3 separate regions of the Mus musculus genome follow, and regions 1 and 3 are each linked to region 2. Evidence: chromatin contacts called from public HiChIP or PLAC-seq and promoter capture Hi-C data. All regions are on one chromosome and are shown on one strand. The core of a region is the stretch at or near the end of the contact, and the rest is flanking DNA. Distances in the headings are between cores, read along the strand shown.

Evidence for each region. Promoter capture Hi-C pulls out the DNA fragments that hold promoters and counts their contacts. HiChIP or PLAC-seq counts read pairs in DNA pulled down with a chosen protein or histone mark.
Region 1: an H3K27ac HiChIP or PLAC-seq map of extraembryonic endoderm stem cells shows a contact between it and region 2, with 5 times the contacts expected there. The contact joins the enhancer-like site here to the promoter of Spred2 in region 2. A contact is called at or near these places in 1 of 39 promoter capture datasets (embryonic stem cells), 4 of 115 datasets of contacts at active chromatin or transcription factors (the NIH/3T3 cell line, astrocytes, epiblast stem cells and 1 more) and 1 of 9 other capture datasets (embryonic stem cells).
Region 3: a promoter capture Hi-C map of pre-B cells shows a contact between it and region 2, with 5 times the contacts expected there. The contact joins the promoter of Peli1 here to the promoter of Spred2 in region 2. A contact is called at or near these places in 3 of 39 promoter capture datasets (the C10 cell line, hippocampal neurons and pre-B cells), 1 of 484 Hi-C or Micro-C datasets (CD8 T cells) and 1 of 115 datasets of contacts at active chromatin or transcription factors (astrocytes).

Annotation. Positions count from the first base shown.
Region 1 is chr11:18,917,580-18,921,738 of GRCm38.p6, forward strand. All of the region lies in intron 8 of Meis1 (Meis homeobox 1), which reads right to left. Among named protein-coding and RNA genes, the nearest start is that of 8430419K02Rik, 42 kb to the left of the region's middle. Within about 2 kb of position 1,827, at least 15 of the 459 cell types and tissues checked have an H3K27ac peak or open chromatin away from gene starts, as enhancers often do. A contact at or near this core is called in the NIH/3T3 cell line and extraembryonic endoderm stem cells, where this site is marked.
Region 2 is chr11:19,921,919-19,925,850 of GRCm38.p6, forward strand. Spred2 (sprouty-related EVH1 domain containing 2) reads left to right here and starts at 2,524. Exons shown (of 6, transcript NM_033523.4): 1 at 2,524-3,038. The coding sequence starts at 3,013.
Region 3 is chr11:21,088,604-21,092,867 of GRCm38.p6, forward strand. Peli1 (pellino 1) reads left to right here and starts at 2,721. Exons shown (of 7, transcript NM_023324.2): 1 at 2,721-3,075.

The sequences.
Region 1 (4,159 bases), core at 577-3,076, 1.0 Mb before region 2:
CAAGAGCCAGGAAAGATGTACAGAAAAACAATATCAGTATTTACCAATGTTCTTATTTTCTGTTGCTGTCCCCTTAACAACTGGAGTTCTTTTGTGTAACAACGTGTACAACATGCTTTGCACTGCAGAGGTATAATTATAACTTGTCTCTAAGTAACAAAAAAAGACTGAAACTTAATGAGGGGGGATTAAGTTAATTTCTTTTTTAGCTAACAGTTTCCTGTCTCTTAAAATGAAGACCTTGGTGAAGAAAATGTCCAAGGGGGGGGGGGGGGGGGGGCGGAATTAAGCTTTTTATTTTACTGAAATCTCTACTTTGGAACACTGATACTAAAATAATAAGTAATGTTTATTCCTTAAAACTCCATAAATTTGTATTAAGGAAAGCCACAGAAATTCCTCCCTGGCTGCTACATCTGAACTCTACAGATCCAGGGGCTTCATAGTTATCCAGACATTGTTGCCATTAATATTCATTAGATGGGTCTGCTTGCATTTTTATAAGCTGGGAGAGAGGCAAAAGAAACAATCAGAATTCTTTAACACACGGACATTATCAATTCAACATATGCCAGCAGCACGGATCCAGATCTGAAGTTCAGATTCAAATGCGATTTACCTTTCCTAAGCCAAGTCCCACCTAAGCACTTTCGCCCCTTAACCACTGTGGCCCGAGCTAGTTAATTACATTTATTCTCTGTAACACACATGCCAGCTTTTCACCATACTTCATTTAACAAACCTTACCTTGCAATCAAACTAAAGAGAATTTTTCCTTAAGAGAAACAGCAAGCAAATGCCTCTAAAAACTTTTTTTTAAGTGCTAAGATCACCTTTGTCCTTCTAAATTTTCTTTCAAAAGCCCCTACTGATGAGCAGTCACAGTCTGTCTTCAAAGGTTCCAGAAGAGAGAATACGTTAAATGTGGGCAAATCCTGAGTATTTATCTCTCACGTTCTGCATTTTTAGGTACTCAATCTAACTGGACTGGAAAATGCTAAGGCAGATGTGTCCTTATTTCAGCACAGTGGTTTGTACAATGAGTTAGACAGGCAAGAGCTAAGTGTTAGGCTGCTCATCAGCAAGAAGATCAAAGAACGATGGCAAAAGCAATGATATTCAAGTCAATGTAAAGGACGCTGCTGGCCTCCATTTATAATTATAACACTTTGGCTTGGCATTTGAGGGATACCTATAGTTACATAATACTTTATACTTGTGATTTTTTATATTTTATCAATCTAAATCTATGATTAACTAGTGAGTACATAAATTGATGTCACGTTACAGTAACTGTGCAAGGGTGAAAAAAAGTCCTAGAGTGAGCACAGGGCTGGCATGCAGGGTCTGATGCTAGAGTGCATCTCCTAGGCTCTTAGCCTCTTTTTGCTCAGTCTAGCTTTCTTTACACTCTACTGGAGCTCAAAGTTTATCTTTTAATGATAAAGTAAAAATGCTGTAGCCATATCTGTTGGAGCCAGTTGTGAGGCAGGGAATGTAGTCCCTGGTTTTTCTTTGTTTTTTGTTTTTGTTTGTTTGTTTGTTTGTTTGTTTTGTTTTGAGACAGGGTTTCTCTGTGTAGCTCTAGGTGTCCTGGAACTTGCTCTATAGTCCTAGGCTGGCTTCTTACTCAGAGATCTCCCTTCTCTGCCTCCCAAGTGCTGTGATCAAAGGCATGCCCCACCACTGCACAGTTCCAGTCTCTGATTTAATGTGTAGACATGTATTGCTCTGTGTTTAGAATTAAGCAACTTAGACCCAAAGAAAGCAGGATGAGTTTTAAAGGGGCTGTCATCATTCTGACTCACAGGTGATGTGGCAGTCGAACAAGACAGCATCTGCCCTTTCTAAGACAGGACCAGGGAAATCAGAACCTTTGCCTGATGACTGCTTAGTGTGAAGCAGCTAGACACAGCCTTGATTTGTTTAATGCATCTTTCTCTGCCATCTCATTAGTGACACGAGCTGCTAATTATGTATCCAGAAGGGCTAATTTCCCCTGTTCCTCTGTCACTTTTTGAGAGGATTCAGGCCTGGGTGTAGAAGCAGGAGAATGGTCATTAAGTCCATGATGCTTCAGGGATGTGGTTACACACTTACAAATGGCAAGTCAAAAGGATAATCCTTAAGAGCCTTGATTTCGAGAGCTTTAGTTGAGTGTACTGCACTTGACAACTGAGGTCTTTGGGACTTGTGCTGGCCATATGGTCTCTGAAAACACCTTTTAAAGATTTGTGTGTGATTATTCTATGCCAGAGTGTTTTGCCTGTGTGTGTGTGTGTGTGTGTGTGTGTGTGTGTGTGTGTGTGTGCACGCACCACATACATGCTCTATGCCCGCAGAGTTCAAAAGAGGGCATCAGATTCCCAGGAACTGAAGTTACAGATAGTTGTGAACCATGGTGTGGGTGCTGAGAATCAAGCCCTGGTCTTCTGCAAGAGCAACAAGAGCTCTTAACTGCTGAGCCACCTTTCCAGTCCCTGGCTGTATGGTCTTAATGAAAGTGTCTCAGTTCTTCAAGCCTCACTTCCTTGTCTATACAACAAGAAAAACAAACCTGGTAGCAAGCAAATGAGGCAATCTGTGAAAAATACATCAAATGCAGCTCTTGATGTGTTAGGAAAAGATGACTAATTAATTGTGGTAGAGGTATTTTAATCTGTATTTAATTTTATAATTCTCTCTATCTGGACAAACTCACTTCCAGACACTAGGGAAGGCTCCCAGTCAGGCTGTTAGTGTACCAATGCAGAACCGGACAGGCTGTCTTCAGGACTTGCCATTACTATCATGCAATGATGTGTAGCAGAATCTCAGCTGGGCATAGAGGCATATGTTAGCACTCAGGAGGCAGAGGACAGACAGAAGGAGATAGAAAGACCATGTCTCAAAAACAAACAAACAAAAAAAGCATTTACATTCTCCAAAACAGACCACTGGTTCTGTAGGAAGGGAAGTGGGTGTCCTGTTCTATTTTTCTTTTCCATGCTTTAGACTCAACTCTGTCTCCTCCTGAATACATTTGAGCCTCACAGAGGGGACTAAACAACGTATTCTTACAAAAAAGGAAAGATTGTAGAGAGAAAACACTGAAAACCCAAGGTGTGTAAGAGGTAAAGCTATAAAATAGACATGTCGAGGCTTCAGAGGGATGAGTCAGGGTGCTCCGGTGGCCTTCAGAGGTCACACACACATTCCTGGGTCTGCCTCTATCACAATCTGTGACTGGCTAAGGTACCAAGGAAATATTCCAAACCATGAGTACTCTAGGGAGCGTGTGAGTCATGACTCAGGACCATGCAAAGTGGGAAGCCTGATCTGGCTTCCTAGACTTGGAGATTGAAAGCCTTTATCTTTTGGTGGCTAGAAGTCAGAATGGGTCATGCAACCACCTTCCACAACAAAGAATAAATGCCAAATTTGGCAGAAAAATGTGCTCTCAGGAAAGGGGAGCAGAAAATTCTTTGGCCTGGGCTCCAGTGAGAACTCATCTTTGAATACCAAGCAAACTCCATCACAATTAAAAACACACCTTTGCAAATGAAGGGTTTGGGATTATTTCAGCCCAGTGCATTTATAATATGAGCCTACCAATAGTTATAGTTAATACAGTTTTTGGATGTCTGGTTGGTGAGCAAATGCTGTCATTATTTTCCTTTTCATTTTAGCCTTTTTAAGCAAAATCATTTTATTGTTGATGATGTTGTTGTCTTAGAAAGGTTCAGATAAATATATAAAGAAGAAAACAGAAGATTAGTCAGTGAGATAGCTCAGTGGGTAAAGGTGACTGCACCAAGCCTGGGGACTTGAATTTGATCTCCCACACACGTGGTGAAAGGAGAAAAACAATTCCCAAAAGTTGTATACACACAGAAAGAGAGAGACAGAGAGAGAGAGAGAGAGAGAGAGAGAGAGAGAGAGAGAGAGAGAGAGAGAGACACAGAGAAAGAGACAGAGAGAGGCAGAAAACTAAGGAAAAATGTATATTATGTGCAAGTTTGACAAAACCTCTAGCATATTTTGATTCTGTATCTCACACCACAATTCCTCAAATAGTCCCTATTCTAAAATATAGGAAACCCTATCATTTTGATGATGCTAATAATGAGCTCAACTACGACATGCATATATTTTGTTTAATGGCTTCATTTATTTTAAT
Region 2 (3,932 bases), core at 1,274-3,773:
CCCAGTCTTTTTTTTTTTTTTTAAACCAAGGTCTCAATATTTAGCCCTAGCTGTCCTAGAACTCTTTCTGTAGACTAATATAGCTTTGAACTCAAGAGATCTACCTGCCTCTACCTTCAGACTGCCAAGATTAATGGTGTCTACCACCACACCCAGTATGTCTCACTTTCTTCACGGCCTACAAACAAACAAACAAACAAACAACAAAAAAAAACAAAACAGAAACAAGCAAACAAATAAAAATACCCCCCAAATCAAACAAACAAAAAATGAAGAAAGATAAGGTTTGCTTTGTTTATTCCTGTAAAAGTTGAAGAATTAACAGAGACCTCACTGTCAGGACCTCAGGTCTTCTAAGAGAAAACCAAAATGCAGGTCTCGAGGTTTGGCGTCCTTACCACTACTTGTCATGAGCACTCAGAATCCAGTGTTGAACCTCAATGTGTATCCACAAAGATCATGGTTGTGGAAAGCATGAAACCACTGGTTTCTACTTGACTCAAAGGTGAAACTCTTATTTTTCAAGCCCCCGTGGAACTCTCAATACACACAGACCTCTAAGAGGGCTACTTTTGTTTTGTGTATGGGTTTTGTTTTAGTTGTTGCTGATTATCATCATCATCATCACCACGACCACTACTTTGATTCAGGGTCTTAATCATGTAGTCTGGTTGGCATGGAACTCATTATATAGGCCAGACTGGCCTCAAACTCACAGAGATCCACCCACCTTTTTGCTTCTAGAATACTAGAATTACGGACATGATCCACTATGCCCGGCTGTTTTGTTTTTGTTTTGTTTGTTTTTTGTTTGTGGTTTTGTTTGAGACTGGATTTTGCTTACTAGCTATGTCTAGCCTAGGATTCTACTTGTAGACCAGGCTGGACTTGAACTACTATCAATCCTCCTACCCCAGCCTCCGTAGAATGGGATTATCCAGTCCAGCAATTTTCTATTTTTGAAGCAAATATTTCATCCCCCAGTTTGTTTCGTAGCTATTTAAAATCTAAGTGGAATGTCTCTAATGGCATATTCAGGAGAACAGAAATGTCTATTAGTCTTGAGGACATAATCCCTGTCCCTTATTCCATGGCAAGACCTCAGGAAATACCCAGTGACTCTGTAATTGGTGTCATCCATGTCAAGTGAAAACATGGTGCCCCCTTCAAAAATTGAAATGGATTTTAATATCGCAAATTCAGATTCCAGGCAAATCCACAAGTTGAGCCCTGGGTGCAATCCTGCTCGTTGTCTAGATGGTGCATAGGTCCTCTCAGAAAACCTCAGGCAGGTCCTAGGCCATGGTAGGAAAAATAATTTAAAGAGAGGTATGAAGAGATGGCTCGCAGTTAAGATCTTCCATAAGACTGTGGTTTAATTCCTAGGACCTACACAGAGGCTAGCAACCAGTTCCAGGAGATCCAACAGCCTCTCCTCTCTGCCCACAAATGGTGCTGACATGCATGGATGCATCCTCCTTCTGCCCCCGCACATTCAAAAAGAAAGAAGGAAGGAAAGAAAGAGAGAGAGAGGGGGGGGGAGGGAGGGAGGGAGGGAGGGAGGGAGAGAGAGAGGGAGAGAGAGAGAGAGAGAGAGAGAGAGAGAGAAAGAAAGAAAGAGAGAAAAAGGAAGGGAAGGGAAGGAAAGGGAAGGGAAGGGAAGGGAAGGGAAGGGAAGGGAAGGGAAGGGAAGGGAAGGGAAGGGAAGGGAAGGGAAGGGAAGGGAAGACGGGTCGGGGGTGGAGTAATGAGTTCCTGGGTCTCTCTTTGGCCAAACCCCATCAAAGGTAGTAATCTGTGACCCAGTAAACTAAGAGTAGACTTCTAAGAGCTGGAGACAAGAAACGTTATTCACAGACTGGATAATTTACTTTGGTGTTACCTTTAAACTTCATCTCTGCCTGCAATGCCAAAGTTTTATGGCTGTTTGCCTTTTGTTTTCTGCGTACATATTTTTAAAAATATGCCCGCTCTAGGTGGGCATGGTGTTGCATGACAGTAATCCCATCGTGTGGAGGCCAGCGGAGGCCACCTGCACTGCCCCCAACCCCCACCCCGCAGTGTTTCTCCAAACCCAAACTCTCTGGCAACATCTAAACTCCTCCCCATCTCCGCCCTCCGCCACCTCCCCCCTTGATTTTTAATCCGAAGGTTTGGAAGGAGGGAGGGACAAAACGGGAGCCAGATGTGCTCTTGTCTTCGGCTCCCGCCTCCTCCCTCTTGGGCTTCCTAAAACCCGGAGCACCGGAGACAAGGATTCGGATCCTGACAAACGCAGTGCCAACCATGCTGTTCCGAGGCTCCTCCCTGACTGGAAGCTAGCGGGAGGGGGAGTAGAAGAGGGGCACGCTCAGTAGGCGGGACAAAGTGTTTTGTGAGTGTGTTTTTTTCCTCTCTCTCTCCTCTCTCTCTTTTATTTTGGTCGCAAGTAGGAAGCTTTTTGCACTCCACCACCTCTGGCCGCTGGGAAGACGTCATCGCTTCCGCCCTACTTCCTCCTCCTGTTGGCGGCGCTGAGAATCCAATATGGAGTAAATCGGTGGAGTGGCGAGATGGGGCTCGGACGGGGCGCCCTGCACCGCCTCCCAGGCGCATCTCCCCCGGCCGCCGAGCACTACCCGGAACCCTGATTGGCCCGGTCCCCGGGGGCGACCCCGGCCCGGCCCCAGCGCAGCCGACTGCCCGCCCGCCGCCCGGAGCGTGCTTGTTTTTCTGCTGCTCTCCCCCTCCGGGTCCCCTTCCCAAATCTCGCCTCTGCACCCCCTCAGAGCCCCGGGGCCGTGCCCGGCCGGCCCACGGCGTCCGCTGCCTGGTGTGCCCCTTCCCAGACCTCGCCCTGATCTCGGGGCTCTCCATTTCCCCGCCTGCCTCGGCGCCCCCTTCATCTCTAGCTCCCCCCCTCCACCACCAAATCAGGAGATGTCGGAGATGTGAAGAAGGGGGGCGAGCGCACAGGAAGATGAAGGGAGCCAGGCTGCATGCCGCGGGACAGGCGTCTAGGTGAACAAGAAAATGACCGAAGAAACACACCCGGACGAGTAAGTTAGCCGCGGGTGGGACGCGGGTGCCCGGAGGGGTGGTGTGGGGGCCGCCGCCAAGGACGCAGGAGGGGACTCGTCGGAGGAACTTGGCCTGGGGTGCAGCCGCTGGCTGAGCTGTCGGGGCTATGCGCGAGGCTCTTGACTTGGCTGGGGGAGACGGCAGAAACCGCCTGGGGTCTGCAAGTCCAGGTCGCAGCCCGGGCCAAGGGCGCGCAAATGACCTCGGGGCGGTCCTCGGGCTGCGGGAGCGGAAGCTCTGACGCCCTCCACGCGGGGCATCCCGGGGTCGATGGGTCTGTGTGCATGGTGACTTTGTGACTCCTGGCACTGCTGCCCTCCCATAGCCCTCTCCGGAGCCCTCTGGGGCCCGGGCTCCGCCATTTCGTTTTCTTGAATCGCTCTCATTTGCATACCACATTTTCATTCATAAAAACACGGAGGAGTTGGGGGAGGGCCAGTCGGGCTCGGCACAGGGTCAGTGCGCCCGGGTCCTCGCAGCGGCCAGAGCGCGGGAGCAGCCTGCCGAGTCCCGGCGCGCGTGAGTGTGTGCACGCGCGTGTGGGCCGGCACACGCGCCCCGCGGTGTCGGGGCAGCACTGGGGGCGGATCCGAAGCGTGTGCAGCGAGGGCGGGAGAGCGTGCGGGGAAGCGCGCTCCTGGCATGTATGTGAGGGAGAGCGCGTGCCCGTGCGTGTGCCCGGCCCGCAGGCCCGAGGGGAACAAAGCTCTCGGTGCTTAGTCAGAGGTGCTTGTGCTCGCCCCTCGGGGAGACCCGGGCTTGTCACCGTCTCTGGGCCAAGTGGCAGCTGCTTCCCGCCTAAGTCGCACTTAGGTTTGGATCTCCGCTCTAGTAGTGTTCGAGGCGTTTCCCTCTCGGGGAGCTGGGGGCGG
Region 3 (4,264 bases), core at 1,471-3,970, 1.2 Mb after region 2:
ATGTTTCTAATATCCCACCTGCTACCCCAGGCCTAATTGGGGAAGAAGCTGATGGCCACTCTGCCTGAGATCTGACATGGCTGATGTTTTTTTCCCCATCTGAAGCATGGCAAATCTTTTCTCTCCTTGATCTGCTAGTTTGCCTGTGTGGAGTGGGGGGTAGAGGCTGGGGGAGAGGGGCAGACTGCAAGTCCTGCCTATTCCTCCGAGCTCATTGGCAGCTCGCATCTTTACTGATCAATCAAGAACCAACTGGGGACAGGACCTTCAGGTTCCCATGAAGATTCCTGATCAGAGCATCAGAACAACCCCTACATTTATATTTATAATAAGCCGTAAACAGCACAAGAACTGGGCAGCTATCTACCTTCTATGCTATTAGAATCTACTTTCTTATAGATAAATACAAATTATTACTTAATATTTACTATGTTTCATCTGGGATGCTCTTAACTCCCACTGGACAGCCCCCAGGGTTGCACTTTTATGGCTCACTTAACCCATGGTGGCTTCTCCTCCCTCCTCCTGCACTCCTCTCCTCCCTGTCTCCTAGGACTCCAAGCCTGAGAAGCCTAAACTCCACTTATGTCTCTTCTGCCCAGCTATTGGCTGTTGGCATCTTTATTTACTGATCAGAAATAACTTGGGGGTAGGGTCACAAGTCTATGTACAGACTCCAAGTCTTGGGGGCCCACATTTAGCATTACAATAGAGAGCAAGATCAAACCTCAACATTGTTGTTTTTGCCTTAAATTATCTTTAAAATGTTTTTGATGAAGGGGGATCTTACATATTTACAATTTTTGGCATTCAGGCTGTTAGGCTTAAGAGTGAGCACTCAACCCCACTGACCCATCTCATAAGTCCTGTGGTAGTTTTTATATGAATGCGCATTTACCCTGATCAGGGTCCATTAAGCTTCTCAAATATATCTTATCAAAAACTCATGTTTGAATACTGCTTCCAGAAGAAATAAAAAAAAGATGACATTCTTTAGCATATTACCCCCACCCTTCATGGGCTTAGCTGTCTCCTTCATTTTCTTGAAGTTTCCTCATGCCTCTCTCCCCAGTGTGCTTCTGCCACCGCCAGCAAATGTGCCATTAGCCTCTGTGTCCTCGAGCTCCCTGCTCCTTCACTGCTCTCTTCCACCTTTGCCAATAAAATACACAAACGTGGAAGCCGTGAGTCAGCCCACATTCAAATGATCTTTGAAGCACTTCCTGACCCTGCCTGAGTCTGAGGTAGTCTGAATTTTCCTATGACAGCATAGATCACACTGAGTCCATTTATCTGTCTCTTCCTTGGCAGAGAGAGGGGACAATGAATACAAAGTATGTCTCTTTTATATCTTTACAGCTCTATTTTTGAGGCCCAATAAAGTGCCTGGCACATAGTAAATACCTTTACTTGTTTTTTAGTATTTTATTTAAATATCTACATTAAATATTTTAAATACAGGTGTCTTGCCTGCATATATGTCTATGGGCCAATGAGGCCAGAAGATGGTGTTGGATTCCCTGAAGTTACAGGAGGCTGTGAGTGTCCACATTGGTGCTGGAAAAGAAGCCAGGTCCTTTGGAAGCGTGACCAGTGCTCTTAACTGCTGAGCCCTGCTGAGCCATTCTCTGTCTCCCGTGTACTTGTTTCTTAAATTACTTATTTCTTCATTGATCAAATAATTATGTGGTCTGTGGGCATCCAGGGTTTTTGATCCTAAGACTATTTGAAAATCCTTAGTTTCCCATCTTGAAATAGATGTCTGATTCCTTGGCATTAATGTTTTTTCTTCCAGGTTCTAGGTACTCTATTAAGGGAAACTGAGGCAAATTACCTGTAAACCTTCTGGAGAGCCAGTACTGTGTTTTCTCACACCACCATACATGCATACCTGGTCATTTAGAAAGGGTGTAAGACTTAGCTGAGCACAACATACCCATACCATGTTTCAAGGTGCCGTATGTTGTAATTTGATAGTGAGAAACTTGAATCGGCTAATACATACATTGAACAGTTCTGAACTCTCTCTACTTATCTTTTGAATATATATTTATGGAATCTGGATGTTTGAAGAACTATAGATTTTCAGATGAACAAATTGCAGTACAATGATCCAACAATGCTGTTAATGCTGAACTTGGGTTGGAATTAAATGTAACTAACCGAACAAAGAAATTACAGAATTCTGTTAATGGTCACGCTCCCTACAGTTTTATAACCTAATTGTTAAAACACTAAGAACAAGTAGATTTTTAGTACCTTGGGTAATTCTCTTGAAGGAGGCAAAGGAAGGGGGTATTTATGATTTGCAGAAGAAATCTAAACAACCAAGGAGACTGCCATGTCAAGAGGAAGTTAGATTTCACTGGGCACTTGGAAGTGGTTGGGGGTGGGGTGAAGCAGGAGGGACTGGCTGTGGGCAGGAACCCAATGGCACCAAAGACACAAGACCAGCCTTGTTTAGTCAACTACAGTCCAGAACCTTCAGGCTTAGTGAATGGGTGACTATGGCAACAGTCCCCGCCCCAACCCCCTTGCGCGTGCACAGCGCAGAGCCAGCAGTAGGCTCCTCCACAACAGATACTTTTTTTTTTCTCTCTCGGTAAAGAGAACTACAGTTCCCAAGAGCCCTCTCGGCACCGCCTCGCGATGTGGCCCTGCCCCTTACCCTTATGCCCCGCCCTCCCGCTAGTCCCGGTCCCTCCTTCCCAGTGTGTGTCAGTGACCCAAAGGCGGTTCGAGGCGGAGGGACCGTCGGGGGCGCCGCCGCCGCCTTCTCCAGCGCCAGCAACAGCAGCAGCAGCGGCAGCGACAACAGCAGCAGCGGCAGCAGCGGCCGTGCGGCGCCACCGGATCTGCCTGCAGCCCGGGGAGCTCACCACAAAGCGGGCCCGAGCCTCCCTCTCTAGTCCGCGCTCGGCTCTGCGTTCCACTCGGCCTCGCGGGGCTCGGCGGCTGGCGGGAAGGCGGCGGGCTCCGCTGGTGCCTGCGTTCAACCGGTGCTCGCGCCGCCCCCGCGCCCCGGGTGTCCGTGCGGCGGGCCGAGCTGGCGTTCCGGCCACCAGCAGTCGTCCGGTGAGTGCGGCGCGGGCGGCGAACGGGGGCGCGAGGGCCGGCGGCGCGGAACTTCCTCCGAGCCTTTGCCGGTGGCGGCGCGGCGGCCTGCGCGCCCGCCCGCCCGCGGGGAGGCGGCGGGGAGCAGAGTTTGCGGCGCCGCATCCCGCGCGGAGGGAGGAAGCGCCTTTGTGAGGAGCTGCCCGGAACGCCCTCCCCCACGGCTGGAGCGGGTGCGCGGCGGAGGGGAGCCCCAGCTCGGCGGCCCGGTTCTCGCTCCCGCGGCCAGGCTGCAGGCCGGCGAAGTGGAAGGGGAACAAAGGGGCGGTGGGCTTTTCTTTTGTTTGTGTGAATCTGATAACTTCTCAGCTTCCTTACGTAACACAGAATTCCAAGTTAGTCATTCTTTTTATTGTTATGATTATTGTCATCATCTCTGCGTGCCTCTACGTTTCCTTTCATCTTGGGAATCTCAGAGCATTTTAAAAACACTAATTAATTTCACCTCCCGGCCCTTGCCAAGCCCGTTTCCGTACGTGGGTAAACTGAGGTCCAGAAAGCCCTCAAATTGATGGATACGCTTGATGTACCGCGCTGGTGTCTGAGGCTCCGAAAGCGTTTATGAGTAATAACTCATTCTCCAAATGCCCTGTGGAAAAGTTAAAGATGCTCATTTTACTTACAGGTTAAATGAAGTCTGGAAGAAGTCTAGGTAATTGTTAGGTAGTTGAAACAATAATTCTTTTTAAATAGTATTTGAATCTTAAAACCTCAAAGGACTTTCTGAAAAATGTTCCGAGTGGTGAAGATACTGTAAGTCATCAACTCACTTCGCCATATATTATGTTTATATGTGCAGATCTCTTACAAAGTCAGACAACAATGATGAGGGAGGGGATAGTTTTTACTTAACCTACATTTAACATGTTTAGTCACTACTCACAATATGCTCGTTGGTTTTAGCCCCAGCACTCTTCCATCAACAAATATTGAGCATCTCATCCACAGGACGCTTTATTAAACCGAGAATTGAAGCTTTTGTGTATCAAAGGTTGTCTGTTTTGATTCAAAGGCTCTTTACTTTCGGGTAGTAGAGTGTTACTTTGTCTTCGTAGCAGGTGATCTTTTGTGTCAGATAGCACAATGTCTTTTCTCCACATTAACCGAGTTTGCCTAGTCGTGTGAATTTAAAGTTTTTGAATTGTGAACA